2 separate regions of the Macaca mulatta genome follow, and region 1 is linked to region 2. Evidence: chromatin contacts called from public Hi-C data. All regions are on one chromosome and are shown on one strand. Each heading gives the region's core, a stretch centred on a gene start, on an enhancer-like site or on the middle of the called end of the contact. The rest is flanking DNA. Distances are from core to core; before and after follow the strand shown. Region 1 overlaps RMI2 (RecQ mediated genome instability 2). Region 2 holds the start of SOCS1 (suppressor of cytokine signaling 1).

What was found. Hi-C and Micro-C count contacts between places; a contact is called where the count stands out from the background.
Region 1: a contact with region 2 is called in a Hi-C map of blood, with 4 times the contacts expected there. The contact joins the enhancer-like site here to the promoter of SOCS1 in region 2. A contact is called at or near these places in 6 of 14 Hi-C or Micro-C datasets (CD4 T cells, blood, cortical neurons and 2 more).

Annotation. Positions count from the first base shown.
Region 1 is chr20:12,499,754-12,506,890 of T2T-MMU8v2.0, reverse strand. It overlaps RMI2 (RecQ mediated genome instability 2), which reads right to left. Exons shown (of 3, transcript NM_001194293.4): 3 at 6,708-7,137. Among named protein-coding and RNA genes, the nearest start is that of RMI2, 23 kb to the right of the region's middle. Within about 2 kb of position 4,565, at least 11 of the 40 cell types and tissues checked have an H3K27ac peak or open chromatin away from gene starts, as enhancers often do. A contact at or near this core is called in CD4 T cells and blood, where this site is marked.
Region 2 is chr20:12,409,704-12,416,738 of T2T-MMU8v2.0, reverse strand. It overlaps SOCS1 (suppressor of cytokine signaling 1), which reads left to right and starts at 4,718. Exons shown (of 2, transcript XM_001104595.5): 1 at 4,718-4,847; 2 at 5,398-6,473. The coding sequence starts at 5,448. The coding sequence ends at 6,089.

The DNA of each region.
Region 1 (7,137 bases), core at 3,316-5,815, 90 kb before region 2:
GGCTGGTGACAATCACATTAGATAGTGCAGCTCTACTTTAGAACATCAAGAAAAAGTATCCAAACATCAGTCACTTGGGTACCACTGTCCTATTGTTTACTTAGTAGTTTTCTGTAAAAGCACTCACTTTTTTTTTCCTCCAAGATGCAGTCTTGTTCTGTTGCCCAGGTTGGAGTGCAGTGGCGCCATCTCAGATCCCTGCAAGCTCTGCCTCCCGGTTCAAGAGACTCTCCTGCCTTAGCTTCCCAAGTAGCTGGGATTACAGACACCCGCCACCACACCCGGCTAATTTTTGTATTTTTAGTAGAGATGGGGTTTTACCATGTTGGCCAGGCTGGTCTGGAACTCATGACCTCAGGTGATCTGCCCGCTTTGTCCTCCCACAGTGCTGGGATTACACGAGTGAGACACTGCACCCAGCCACAGGGCTTTTTAAAAAGGGAACTTGATATCACTACCTTGCAATGGCCCAGCATCAAGATGGCCCTGGACATCCAAGAGGTAGAGCAGCCCTGTTCCTCCACATGGGCTTTTTCCATCCTTCCTTTCTTCTCCTCCTCAGAAGCCTGGGGCATGTGTAGGCCTCTTGGTCCTTGTCCTCAGGGCTTCAGGATCCCCACCCGAGGGAGCCTTCGCCAGTTAACAACCAGTGCCACGGGCAGCTCCGACCCCTCCTGTGGCCCAGGTGTCTCTGGGCCAGGAAGCTGTAGATCTGTGGCTGCCAAGCCTAGTTGATGACAAGACTCACTGGAGAGCTTTCTAAAAGCTTAGACTTCCCTAAGCCCCCAGCACGTGGATCCTAATTAAAGATATGGGTAGGACCAGGTTAAAAACAGCCCAGGTGGAGCTGATAATCAGCTACTTTTGACAACACTGCGTCCTACATGCAGGACGACCAGGCTCAGCTGTGCTCTGCGAAAACCTTCACCTGAAGTAATGCACAGCTGTCCGATGGAAGACCCCAGGGCAGGCACTGACTCTCCTTTTTTTTTTTCTTGAGGCAGAGTCTCAGTCTCATCTGTTACCCAGGCTGGAGTGCAGTGGCACGATCTCGGCTCACCACAACCACCGCCTCCTGGGTTCAAGTAATTCTCCTGCCTCAGCCTCCCGAGTAGCTGGGACCACAGGCGTGCACCACCACACCCGGCTAATTTTTGTATTTTTAGTAGGAACAGGGTTTTGCCATGTTGGCCAGGCTGGTCACAAACTCCTGGCTTCAGGTGATCCACCCATCTCGGCCACCCAAAGTGCTGGGGTTACAGCTGTGAGCCGCCACGCCCAGACTGACTCACTTTCTAAAATGAGCAGTACCCGCTGGAGGAAGGCGTCTAGCTTGGCCTCTTCCCAAACTCACAGGACGTGGAATTCGGTGCTGACAGGCCCTTTGGAGAAACTCCTTTCCCTGTCCTGTGTGACCAGCAGGGAGGGAGGCTTGGTGGTTTGGTATTTCTGGGTGTACAGCCTCATTGTTTCTTCCTTATCTTTCTTGCCCATATCACATCTCAGGTCCCTTGGATCAGGGACAGAACTGGATTGTGCTCCTCTGGGCGGCCGCCCACTGCACTTTAGGGCCTGGTAACTGGTTTAGTGAGTTCCAGGTTCACAGAAGGAGACAAACTGCCCAGGATGGGTCATACTCAAAGCCTCCCCAGTACCAGATTGAGGTGATTAGGTGACGAGATTTAGAGTTGTATTTGGCACGAACACACATCATTGGGGTCTAGAGGGCCGACTAGGTAGGCAGAATGTCCCTCCCCACACAATGATATCCATACCCTAATCCCCAGAACCTCTGAATATGTTACCTTACGTAGCAAAAGACTTTGACAGATGGGATTAGTCAGGGCATTGGGAGGGGAAGATTAGCCTGGATACCCAGGTGAGCCCAATCTAACCACACAAGTTCTTAAAAGCACGGGACTTTCTCGGGCTTAAACGGGAACGATAAGGAGGAATGGGAGGTCCAAGAAGATACCATGCGCACAGCGGGCAGCCACGTGTCTCGTTCACCTCGTGTATCCAGAGTCTGGAACCCAGCAGGCGCTTGGCGACGGAAAGGCCACTAAAGTGAACTTTGAAGCACTGGATCCCAGTGAATAGTCATGTGGATGAATTATTTAACCTCTCTGACCCCACGTCATCCCTTCTCTATGGACATCAGAAGTAAGGGCAGTGAAATAACCCACCCAAGGTCATCCCCTGAATGAACAGTGGGGCTGGCCCCACTGCAAGCCCCTCAGAATCCATCTGGCTGCCAAATCCAGCACTCTCTCCACCCCCACCTCGGCTTGGCCATAATGAGCAGAACTCCTGGGTAGACAGGGGTGAAGCTTCTCATGGCCCCATTTCGTTCCTTTGCTCCATTCTGTGCCCTTGTTTTCTGGTGACTGGTTGTCATCCCATTTTCCACGCACAGACCAGCAGAGGGGGCCAGCGCCCATGTCGAGACCATCAGCTCCCAGAGCTGCCCTAGAGAAGGGCCTGGTCCCGGCCACCCGCAACAACAGTGTCCTTGACGACAAGGGGCACCTACTGGTTCACCACCTGGCTCTTCGGCTGCCAGCTAGATGCCCCTGGAAAAAGGACTTCATCTCTGTGGCAGCAGTTTTCACAGCTGTGAAAGGGGAGAGGGGAAACGGACCTCCCAGGGGTACTGGGACAGTAAAATGAAGCAACTCATGAGACAGCTTCTAGCACAGTCCCTGGCACTTAACTCTTAGTTGAATTTGCATTCTTTTATTTTTATTTTTTTTATTTTTGAGACAGAGTTTTGCTCTGTTGCCCAGGCTGGAGTGCAGTGGCGCGATCTCCACTCACTGCAACCTCCATCTCCTGGGTTCAAGCGATTCTCCTGCCTCAGCCTCCCGAGTAGCTGGGATTACAGGCACACATCACCACACCCAGCTAATTTTTTGTATTTTTAGTCGAGACGGGGTTTCGCCATGTTGGCCAGGCTGATCTTGAACTCCTGACCCCAGGTGATCTGCCCGCCTCAGCCTCCCAAAGTGCTGGAATTTCAGGCATGAGCCACTGCGCCCAGCTGAACTTGCACTCTTTATCAAGAGACGTTCAGTCAGTCTCAAAGGACTCTCATTTCAGATTCTGTCCAAACCACATGAATCGTTTTTTGGACTCGGCTGTCTCGCTCCTTTTCCTCCACCCTTTTATGTCTTTACCAGGTCTTTCCTCTGTACTTAAACAGCACTCCCCAACAGTCAAGCCAGCACCCTTGGGCCTGCTATAAACTACACAGGGGGGCCACTTCAAAAGGCCCTGCTAAGCAGGGGGTTCCTTTCATCTGAAAACTGCTGTGGGCCAAGTATAAATTTAAGACACTGTGCCTTTGCTTGTATATTTCCTCTGTCTTCCAGCCTAAAACCCAGCCAGTCCTAACATTGACCGAATGCCCATGTATGTTACTTAAGACCCCATGCTGGGCAGGGATACTGAGATAAATAAGACACAATCACGATGTCACTGGAAGCGCCTCCAACAGGGACAGATAGCAAGAGATGATTTCAGAACAACGTGTGTGCCTGTCTACAGAGATCCACTCTCAGGAGGGGAAAGCTAATTCCGTTCCCAAGAACTTACCAGCTACCACCCTTTGAAGGAAGAATTGTCTCCGCTTCACAGACTGACTTCCAAGGCCAAAGTCAGACAGGAACGGGCAGGACCAGGACTGGACCCCAGGTTAGACTAACATCACTGTCTCCCTTATCGCAAGCAGGCAGAGGCCCCTTGAAGATGTCCTTTCGCACCAGCTCCAAAATATCTACTAAATGTAGGTCATTATGACTGAAAATGCATTTTTCTCCTTATCCTTGCAGCAGGCAGCTGCTCTGTAAGTTTTGGCTGTAGCCTGATGCTTAGCAACGCCAGCCCAAGGCCATCTGCTGACCTGTAGATCGCAGGGTTGTCACCCTTGAAACTGGAAGGCAATCCACACACAGTGTGTCTTCCAGGTGCTTTTTCTCCTCAACCATGAAACCACACACCCACAGGCCAGGCAAGAAAGCACTCAGTTCCTTCACACATGGTCCTTCCTTCCCCTTCCTGCTTCACCTGATGCAGAAGAATTTGTCAGTAAAACTTGAGCATTACAAGAATATGCAACAGAAAGAATTAGAGAACTTGGCAATCCAAAAGCTGCTAAATGAGGGTTTTCTCCATTTTGGGGGTAATGTAAAGCAGTTCCAAGAAAAGTGAAGTCACAGCCTCCGTTGCTTATTTTCGGTTCTTAGAAAAGAGCCAATGTCAAAGGGGAAGCGGCTCCGCCCCAGCACACAGCCTCCATTGTCTGGCGGGGAGCGATGGCTGATAAACCAACTTGGATTCGGCACCAGAAACCCAAAACCTCTGACATATGTTTTCATTTGGTGATGTCAAGGAGGAAACTCAAGCTGAAACAGTGAAAGTTATTAACATTCAGAGAAACCACAGCTCAGCTAACATGCTGAGACGACAGCCTTCCAGCACCAAGCCACCAGCAGTTTTGAGGGGACTGTCAGAAAAAACACACAGTGCCCTCCTTTTCCTACCTCCACCCTCCAGCACACTCCTAAGAGGCATTATCACTTAGGCCACCATGTCAGCCCAACCAGCATTTTTCAATGGACATTATTTACCAGAAGCTGGGTGAGGACACATGGGGCAGGATATGGTACAGGTGGTTTTTGGCAGCTTGAGTCTGTTTTCTAGCACAGAAGCAGATCTCACCACAGTACGGCAGACTTCAGGTTAACATCTTGGGAGTCTACCACACATCTACCTCAGGGGTTACTACTGGGTGTCCCATAATAAGCTGTGAATAAGGTTCGCTTGTTTTTGTTTTTTTGTTTTTGTTTTTGAGACAGTCTGGCTCTGTTGTCCAGACTGGAGTACAGTGGCACGATCTTGGTTCACTGAAACCTCCGCCTCCCAGGTCCAAGAGATTCTCATGCTTCAGCCTCCAGAGTAGCTGGGATTACAGGTACCTGCCACCATGCCTGGCTAAGTTTTTTGGATTTTTAGTAGAGACGGAGGACTCACTATGTTGCCCAAGCTGGTCTCGAACACCTGGCCTCCGGTGATCAGCCTGCCTCGACCTCTCAAACTGTTGCGATTACAGGCGTGAGCCACTGCACCCAGCCATTGTGACTAAGTTTTAACCTAAGAATTCTGTAACAGAGATCTCATTGTGTGCACCAAAATTAAATTTAAATACAATTAAAAACAACTGATTGAGTGACCCAGCCAGAGAGAGAGCCCAAGTGTCCCTCAAGAGGGTATGAAGGCCAGGTGTGGTGGCTCATATCTGTAATCCCAGCACTTTGAGAAGCTGATGTGGGTGGATCGCTTGAGGTCAGGAGATTGAGACCATCCTGGTTAACATGATGAAACCCCATCTCTACTAAAAATACAAAAAATTAGCCGGGCGTGGTGGCCTGTAGTCCCAGTTACTCAGAGGCTGAGGCAGGAGAATCACTTGAACTCAGGAGGTGGAGCTTACAGTGAGGTGAGATCGCGCCACTGCACTCCAGCCTGGGTGACAGAGCGAGACTCCGTCTCAAAAAAAAGAAAAAAAAAACTAACCAGGCATGGTGACACGCACCTGTAGTCCTGCTACCTGAGAGGCTGAGATGGGAGGATCACCTGAGCCTGAGAGGTTGAGGCTGTGGTGAGCTGTGATTGTGCCCTTGCACTCCAGCCTGGGCAAGAGTGAGACTGTCTTAAAAAAGAAAAAAAAAAAGATATGGAAGAATCATATATGCATAGTAAATGAAAGAAGCCAGTCTGAAAAAATTACTTACTGTATGATCCAATATGTGATATTTTGGCAAAGGCAAAATTGAAAAGAAAGATCAGTGATTGTCAGGGTTGCAGGGGGAAGGGTGAATAAGGGGAACCCAGAGGAATTTTAGGGCAGTGAAATTGTTTTGGACGATACTGTAATGGTGGATACATGTTATTATGCATTTGGCAAAATCCACAGAATGTATAAGAGAAAGAATGAAGCCTAATGTAAACTAGACTTTAGCTAATAACAATGTAATGTTGGTTTATCAAATGTACCAACCTAATAAAAGATGTTCACAGCTGGAAAAACTGGGAGTGGGGTGTGAGTGTGGAGTATATGGGAATGCTGTAGTTTCTCCTGAAACGTTTTCCTGAAAACCTAAAACTGTTTTTTTAAAAGTCTATTTAAAAAAAAAAAAAAAAAACCCATACAGCATATTAAACAATTTATTAGAGGTAGAATATCAATAATCCAGACGAAAGTCTACAATCATGTCATAACATCATCTAACTCCCTCGATATTTAAAGTCTCAAAAAATTCAGGTATGGGTACTAAGCAGACAGCAGAAACCCAACATTCAAAACAATCACAGCAAAAAGTCATTCCACACAAAAAGACAAAAGAACTCTAAACCAGGAGGCTCACCATGTCTCACCCAAAGTTATGAAGCAGAAGTTTAGCTAATGCCTGAAAGGCGTCCTTTATCTTGATGTTTTTCATTTCAACAAGAAATTCTGAAAACGTCTCAACATCTCTGAGTGGTGGAAGAAGGTATCACCTTCTCTAGCTAGGAAAACGGACAGAGCCGTGTCTAAATGTTTGAGTGGTGTCCGAAGCAGAAAGGGAGCTGTTGTCTTTCAGGAGCCGCGGTGCCTGCCGTTAGGAAATATGCCATTTGACTTGCAAACTGGTTATGGTAGTTGCTGATGAAGAAGAGGAGAAGCCCTGATGTCATTCCTTTTTCACACAGTCTGTCTTCCTGCCCATAACCACACTTTAATCACCACGGGCAATAACCGCGCTTAAATTTTGCATTGTAAAACAGGGATGCAGCAGAAATGGAAAAAGTATCATCACTCATAAAATTTGGAAAATGCAACATGAGACTTCTGTGTTTGAGAGAGAGAGAGAGAATTAACACACACAAACCAGGAAGGAAAAAGAAACACAAGCATCTGCTTTTCATCAGCGAACACAGGCAAAGCAAGGGGCGGCAGAGGCTGTGTCACTGAAGTATCCCAGGACTTAAACATTCCTACATCCGGACTCCTTGGTCAACCAAAGCAAGCCTCTCTGAGAAACTTTTGAAAAATACGCATTGAAAAAATGTCCATGAAATCCACATCATTATAAGCTT
Region 2 (7,035 bases), core at 3,469-5,968:
CTGGTTAGGCTTGTTGGAATACTGTACAAAAATGGAGTGAATAGGCCACGACAAAGATCCCAAGGGAGTTACTGAAGAACGGGCACCGTGCTCTCCAGGCTTGGGCTTTGTGACAGTTCTCTGGGCCACTGGATTTGCCTAAAGCCACACAGCTGATGGGGAGGGGAGCTGGAACTGGAGGCACGTGTGTCTGGACCCCTCCCCCAGCATTCCTAGAATTCTACTTTCCTGCCCCTCCTATTTTACAGCTGTTAACATAACAATCTTGACTGCTTTCCGAAAGCCAGTGACTACTGACTACTTCAAGTAACGGCTGACTTCATCTCTCCTTTCTTTACCTGTGCCTGCTGGAAGAGTCTCACCAAGTCTCCAGGACTGGTGCCACTTTGGAGTCCGGCCACCGGCTCATGCCATTGCTCCCTGGCCTCTCACACCTTCTCCTTGGACTTGGGTCCTCTGAGCTCACACCCCTTTACCCGCCACTGAGACGCACAGTTGTTCCTGCGGTGGGAGCAGAAGGGATCTACTCCGTACATCAAAGCACAGGACTCCAGACACAGGACTTCAGGCCAGGTTCTGCCAAGCCCCAGGGCTCCCCAAAATACCTTCACCAAGTTCCACCAGTTCCCCAAGTTGTGCTCTCCTCATCTGATCAAGGGAAACATAATTTCCAATTCACACGACCATGGGCAAGTGTCCCAAGGCCACTGCCACAGCTCCTCGTGGCGAAAGCCCAGCAGCTGGGAAGGTCAGCAGCTAGAAGGCCCTTTCCACACTCAGTCCTATGCTGTCTCCTGGGCCTGGATGGCTGGCCCGTGCACTCAGGCCAAAATCCAAAGCCCTGCCACAGCCCAGCAAGGCCCTGCTTGATGGATCAGACCCTGCCAACCCCTATGCCTCACCCCCACACCACCCCCTGGCTCGCTATACCAACTCTCCTTTCCTATCTTCAAGCACCCCCACCACAGGGCCTTTGCACTGGCTGTTCTCTCCACCTGCGGTATTTATCCCACTTTTAGAAAGACCTCAGCGCTAATGTCACCACCTCCAAGAGGCTTTCCCTAACTTCCTTATCTCACCCTACAAACACACAGTCACCCCTTTCTCTCTGTTTCTTTCCCACATAGCACCCAGTATGATCTGCAATGATGGTGTGAATTCACTGACTCCCCTAGGTCTGCCCGAACACCTCTGAGTCCCCTGTGCCTGGCACACAGTAAGAACTCAATAAATATCTGCTGAATAAATATTGAAGAAATAGATATGTTATCACCTCATCTTGCAAATATGGAAACTGAGGCACAGAAAAGCTAAGAAGCTGGCCCCAGGCCACATGCTTATGAAATGACCCATTTTAATTCAGACCAGCGGTCAGCAGAATCCACAATGTGAGCCCTACTGCTCGGGGCTCCCAGGGGCACAGACTCCCATGGGATCCTCGCTGACACATGGGTTAGAGGAAAAGGAGGGCTGAGGAATTTCAGGGCAGAGACCAGTTTCCCGATTACACACCCTGACCAGGAGCTGCTTTTCCCAGCAAGGCGCCACCAAAGCCAGAAAGAGAAACTGAAAAGCTGAGTGCCATAAACCATCAGGATCTTGACTTCCCCTAGATGCTGGCTGGGCCCCTCGCATATGGGGTTCGAGGACCTGCCAAAGTAGGGAGGAGAATGTTCCCACACATCTGGCTCTGGCTGTGGTTTAGCAAGCTGTGGACATAGGGTTGGTCTATCCGCCCTGTGACAAGAGGTCATTGTGCCAAGCATCGACTCCATGCCTGGCATTTTGCCCTTGGCTCTGCATGTCTGGCTGCTCTGTGAGGTACGAGACGTTCAGAGCTCACTTTGCAGTTGGGGCAAATGAGGTACCAAGAGGGCAGACTGCTTGCCCAAGGTCATGCAGCAGGTCTGGGGTCAGAGCCTGGTCCCATCCTGCCCAGCACTCTGAGTCCCCTCAGGGTTTCGCACTGCCTGGCTTCCTGTGAGTCTGGTGCCCAGCCCTCCAGGGAGAACAGCCCACAAGGCGGATGCTTGTCAATCAGCAGATTTCTTTTTCTCTTTCAGCATCTGGATTTGGTTTCATTTTGAACACAGGACTTAGAAAATGAAACCAAAGCTGTCTGTCACTGGTGGCAGTGAGGAGAACCCACGTGTGCTGAGTGTACCCTTAGAAGCTTCCCTGCTCCCTTGCTGTGCCTTCCCGGGCCTGTGGTCCCTGGACTAGGGGTTATAAGGCAGTGCTTTGGGAGGCCAGGGCAGGAGGGTCACTTAAGGATAGGAGTTCAAGACCAGCCTGGGCAATGTAGTGAGACCCCATCTCTACAAAAAATTTAAAAAATTAGCCAGGTGTGGTGGCATGTGCCTGTAGTCTCAGCTACTCAGGAGGCTGAGATGGGAGAATCTCTTGAGCCCAGGAGGTCGAGGCTATAGTGCCTCCTCGATCCTATCACTACACTCCAGCCTGAGCAACACAGCAACACTCCATCTCTTTGAAAAAATGGACACAGGGGTTGAAGCCATGTGTCTGTGGGCTCCAACACACAGCCACACCCACAGGCACACTCGGATGAACAACAGCAGCAAACATCTACCGAGTGCTGATTATACGCTATGGGTTGTTTTAAGCACCTGACCCCGTATTCACTCATTTAATTCCCACACAACCCCAGGAGGGAGGTAGTGTTGTGTTTTTCTTTTTGAGACAGGGTCTTACTCTGTTGCCCAGGCTGGAGTGCAGTGATGAAATTATGGCTCACTGCAGCCTCGACCTCTTGGGCTCAAGCAATCCTCCTGCCTCAGCCTCCCAAGTAGCTGGGACTACAGGTACAAGCCACTATGCCTGGCTGATTTTTGTACTTTTTTTTTTTTTTTTTTTTGTAGAGAAGGGGGTCTCACTTTGTTGCCCAGGCTTGTTCTCAAACTCCTGGGCTCAAGCAATCCTCCTGTCTTGGCCTCCCAAGTGCTGCGATTATAGGCATGAGCTACTGTGCCCTGCTAGAGGTACTATTATTATCCCCATTTCACAGATAAAGAAACCATGGCAGAGAGATTAATCACACGCTCAAGGTCACAAGAATAGAAAGGTGCAGAGTTGGAGCTAGGTCTCCTTGTAATTCCATTACCCACCGCAGAGTGTGGCCCCCAGCAGATGTTCAGTGGACATCTCTCGAATGATCACACACCTGACCTCTGGTGCAGGCAAAGCTCTGCATCTTCTCTTACCTCTTACACACGCACAACCTAGGAGGCTACATCAATGACCACCACTAGCCCTGGCCAAACGCAGATTCAGGGTATTGATGGGGTGCTAAGCCAGGCTGATTCTGGGTCACCCCCTGTGCTCAGGAGGTGAATAAAGACCTAGGCTCTGCCTGGGGAAGAAGGCATCCTGGGGCCAAGGAGGCGGGAAGAAGGACCAGCCACCAGGACTTCCAGGGGAGAAGCTGTCTGGGCTGTCACCTGAGAGCTGTCTGTAGAGGGCAGTGTGCCCCAGTGTGAGACCAGTCACCAAGTCCCCAGCCTACCCAGGCTTTTGTGTGGCCCCTTGTGATGCTGGGGCTCCCCACATGCCTTCATTCAAAAATACACGGAGCAGCCAGGCACCTACTCCATGGCCTCGCACGACAATGGGAATCACTAAATCACCAAAACGTGCAAAAGACAGCCCTGACCACCGACCGCTCACCATCCCAAGCTCCGGGTGTGTGTGTGGTGGGAAGGCAGTCTTTGAAGGGCAGATGCTTGACGGAGCAGTAGGAAGGGGAAATCTATGAGGAAGGGGTCGAGGGAGATGAGGGATAGGAAACCAGGTTTTGGGATTCATCACGTCTGAGAATGCACCATTTCTTCACTGGGTTCCAATCTGATGTCGTCCAGCTGCTCCTCTCCCCAAAATGAAGACGGGGAAGGCGGGATCCAGGTCCAGAGCTCCCTATCTGCAAGCCATTGCAAATCCCAGCCCCTCCCTGGCCTCAGTTTCTTCCGCTGCCGGGTAGTGGGAGTGCAGGGAGGGCAGTCGAGGCCACCAGGGACCTTGCCCGGCCCCGCCCAGTTTCCGAGGAACTGGGCCGGGGTGGAGGCGCCCGCGCCACCAGGGTTCCTCTGAAGCTTGTGGTCAGGCCGCTGCTTCCCGGGAAGCCCGAGCCAAGACCAGAGGCAGCGGCCGGCAGGGCTTCGGGACAGGAGGGAGGGCGACTGAGGGAGTCGATGGCGGCTGAAGCAGGGGCTAGGAAGGGGTCTAGGGGTGGCGTCAGGCTCAGGGTTGGGGACAGGTTCTGTGGTCTCCTGGGGGGATCTGGCTGCAAGGGAGGAGAGGACAGGGCTCTGTCCCCGGCGGGTGTGGAGACACCTGGGGTGGAGGAGGGTGTGTCAGGGAGCGTCCCAATAGGGCCTGGCGGCAGAAAGTGGAACCCGAGGTAGCGGGGCAAAAGCGGGGTCGCCAAGTCCGAAAGAGGCGTCCGAGAAGTGGCCAGAAGGCGCAGGGTCGGGGCCAGGGGCCCTCGAGGGACGGGTGCTGGGGCAGGTGCGAACAGGCGGGCAGAGGGCCCCGCGAGAGGGTCCAGAGGAGGGGTGCAGACGGCCCGAGCGGTCCCCGCCGGACGCCACGGCACAAAGAGAAACCGAAAGTGGAGCTGGGGGCGGGGCCTGCGGGGGGCGGGGCCTCCCGCCGTCGCTAGCCCCGCCTCCCAGCTGGTTTAAAAGACTGGCGCAGGGGCGGGCGCCGAGCACAGTGAGCTGCGGCCGTGGCAGCTGCACGGCTCCTGGTCCCGGAGCATGCGCGAGAGCCGCCCCGGAGCGTCCCGGAGCCCCCCGCTGCCCCGCCCGCGGCGCCCCGCGCCCCGCCGCCAGGTGAGCCGGGCCCTGGGCGAGGAGGCGGGAGGGAGGAGGAAGGGGAGTCCAGGGCAGCCAGGAGTCGGGCGGGCCTCGGGGGCTGCAGGATGGGGTCGCGACTGGCACGCCCCTTGCCCCCGCCGGCCCCACCCAGGCAGCCCCCCGCGCGCGGGTCTCCCACAGCACAGCCTTTCTCTGGTCCTAGCCCAAATCTCCCGGACCAGGCGCGGGTCCTAGCCTCGCCAGCAGGCGGCGGGCGCGGGGCGGCGAGCCGGGGCCGGACGGCTGGAGCCGGAGCCGGCTGCTCTCCACGCCCCCCTCTCGGTGCTGCCTGGAGGCCGGACTCCGCCTCCACCGAGCCCCCACCCGCCGGGAAGAGTTCCGCGGAGTACAGAGCCCATTTTCTAGCTGTGCCCACTGAGGCTGAACGGTGCCGCGCGGACTTGGTGCTCCGCGCTCGCCCCCTAGGGCCGGATCCACCGGGAGCGCCGCCCTCCCTAGTTGCCCGGCGGGCGCTCACCTGCCCGGTCCCGCAGCGCCCCAGCTCACCGCCTTGTCTCCCCCGCAGCGCACCCCCGGACGCTATGGCCCACCCCTCCGGCTGGCCCCTCCTGTAGGATGGTAGCACACAACCAGGTGGCAGCCGACAATGCAGTCTCCACAGCAGCAGAGCCCCGACGGCGGCCAGAGCCTTCCTCCTCTTCCTCCTCCTCGCCCGCGGCCCCAGCGCGCCCGCGGCCGTGCCCGGCGGTCCCGGCCCCGGCCCCGGCCCCCGGCGACACGCACTTCCGCACGTTCCGTTCGCACGCCGATTACCGGCGCATCACGCGCGCCAGCGCGCTTCTCGACGCCTGCGGCTTCTACTGGGGGCCCCTGAGCGTGCACGGAGCACACGAGCGGCTGCGCGCCGAGCCCGTGGGCACCTTCCTGGTGCGCGACAGCCGCCAGCGGAACTGCTTCTTCGCCCTCAGCGTGAAGATGGCCTCGGGCCCCACGAGCATCCGCGTGCACTTCCAGGCCGGCCGCTTCCACCTGGACGGCAGCCGCGAGAGCTTCGACTGCCTCTTCGAGTTGCTGGAGCACTACGTGGCGGCGCCGCGTCGCATGCTGGGGACCCCGCTGCGCCAGCGCCGCGTCCGGCCGCTTCAGGAGCTGTGCCGCCAGCGCATCGTGGCCACCGTGGGCCGCGAGAACCTGGCGCGCATCCCCCTCAACCCCGTCCTCCGCGACTATTTGAGCTCCTTCCCCTTCCAGATCTGACCGGCCGCGCCCGCCGTGCACGCAGCATTAACTGGGGTGCCGTGTTATTTTCTGTTATTTGCCTGGAGCTACGGGGTGGGTACCTTTCCCCTGCCTGGGTTGGAGGGAGCGGGTGGGTGTAGGGGCAAGGCGCCTCCCGCCCTCGGCTGGAGACGAGGCCTGGAGACGAGGCTGCAGACCCCTTCTCACCTCTTGAGGGGGTTCTCCCCCTCCTGGTGCTCCCTCGGGGTCCCCCTGGTTGTTGTAGCAGCTTAACTTAACTGTATCTGGGGCCAGGACCTGAACTCGCACCTCCTACCTCTTCATGTTTACATATACCCAGTATCTTTGCACAAACCAGGGGTTGGGGGAGGGTCTCTGGCTTTATTTTTCTGCTGTGCAGAATCCTATTTTATATTTTTTAAAGCCAGTTTAGGTAATAAACTTTATTATGAAAGTTTTTTTCTAAAAAAAAAAAAAAAAAAAGGTTTCTAGAACGTGTGCTTTGGCCAAAAGTTTAACTTGGTTCTGAACAGGTCCAGGGGAGAGGGTCCTAAGGCTGACCTGCTGGGCTGCAGGTGGTGTACCGGGCCTGCTCTGTGGCTGGGCATCCCTCAGGGTTCCACCCACAACTCTCCAGGGAGAGAAACGGTTGGTCTAGTTTTGGCGTGTGTCCAGTAAGACAGCAGCTCCCGTTTGAGCACTTTGTCTGTGCCAGACCTAATTCTGTGCTTTGCATGCTTAAATTTACTTAATCCTATAGAGAGAGGCATAACCCTGTGAGGCACGGGCTCTTATCCCCATTCTACAGAAGGGAAAACTGAGTAAATCTGCCAATGGCCATTCCTGTCAGAGACAACACTTGGGCCGTTTTTTTGGCTGTCCACTAAGCATCTGCTTCACATGGATAACAGAGAGGAAACTTCTTTGGTTCTATGACCACAACAGCTTCCAGGAAGAGGGTGGG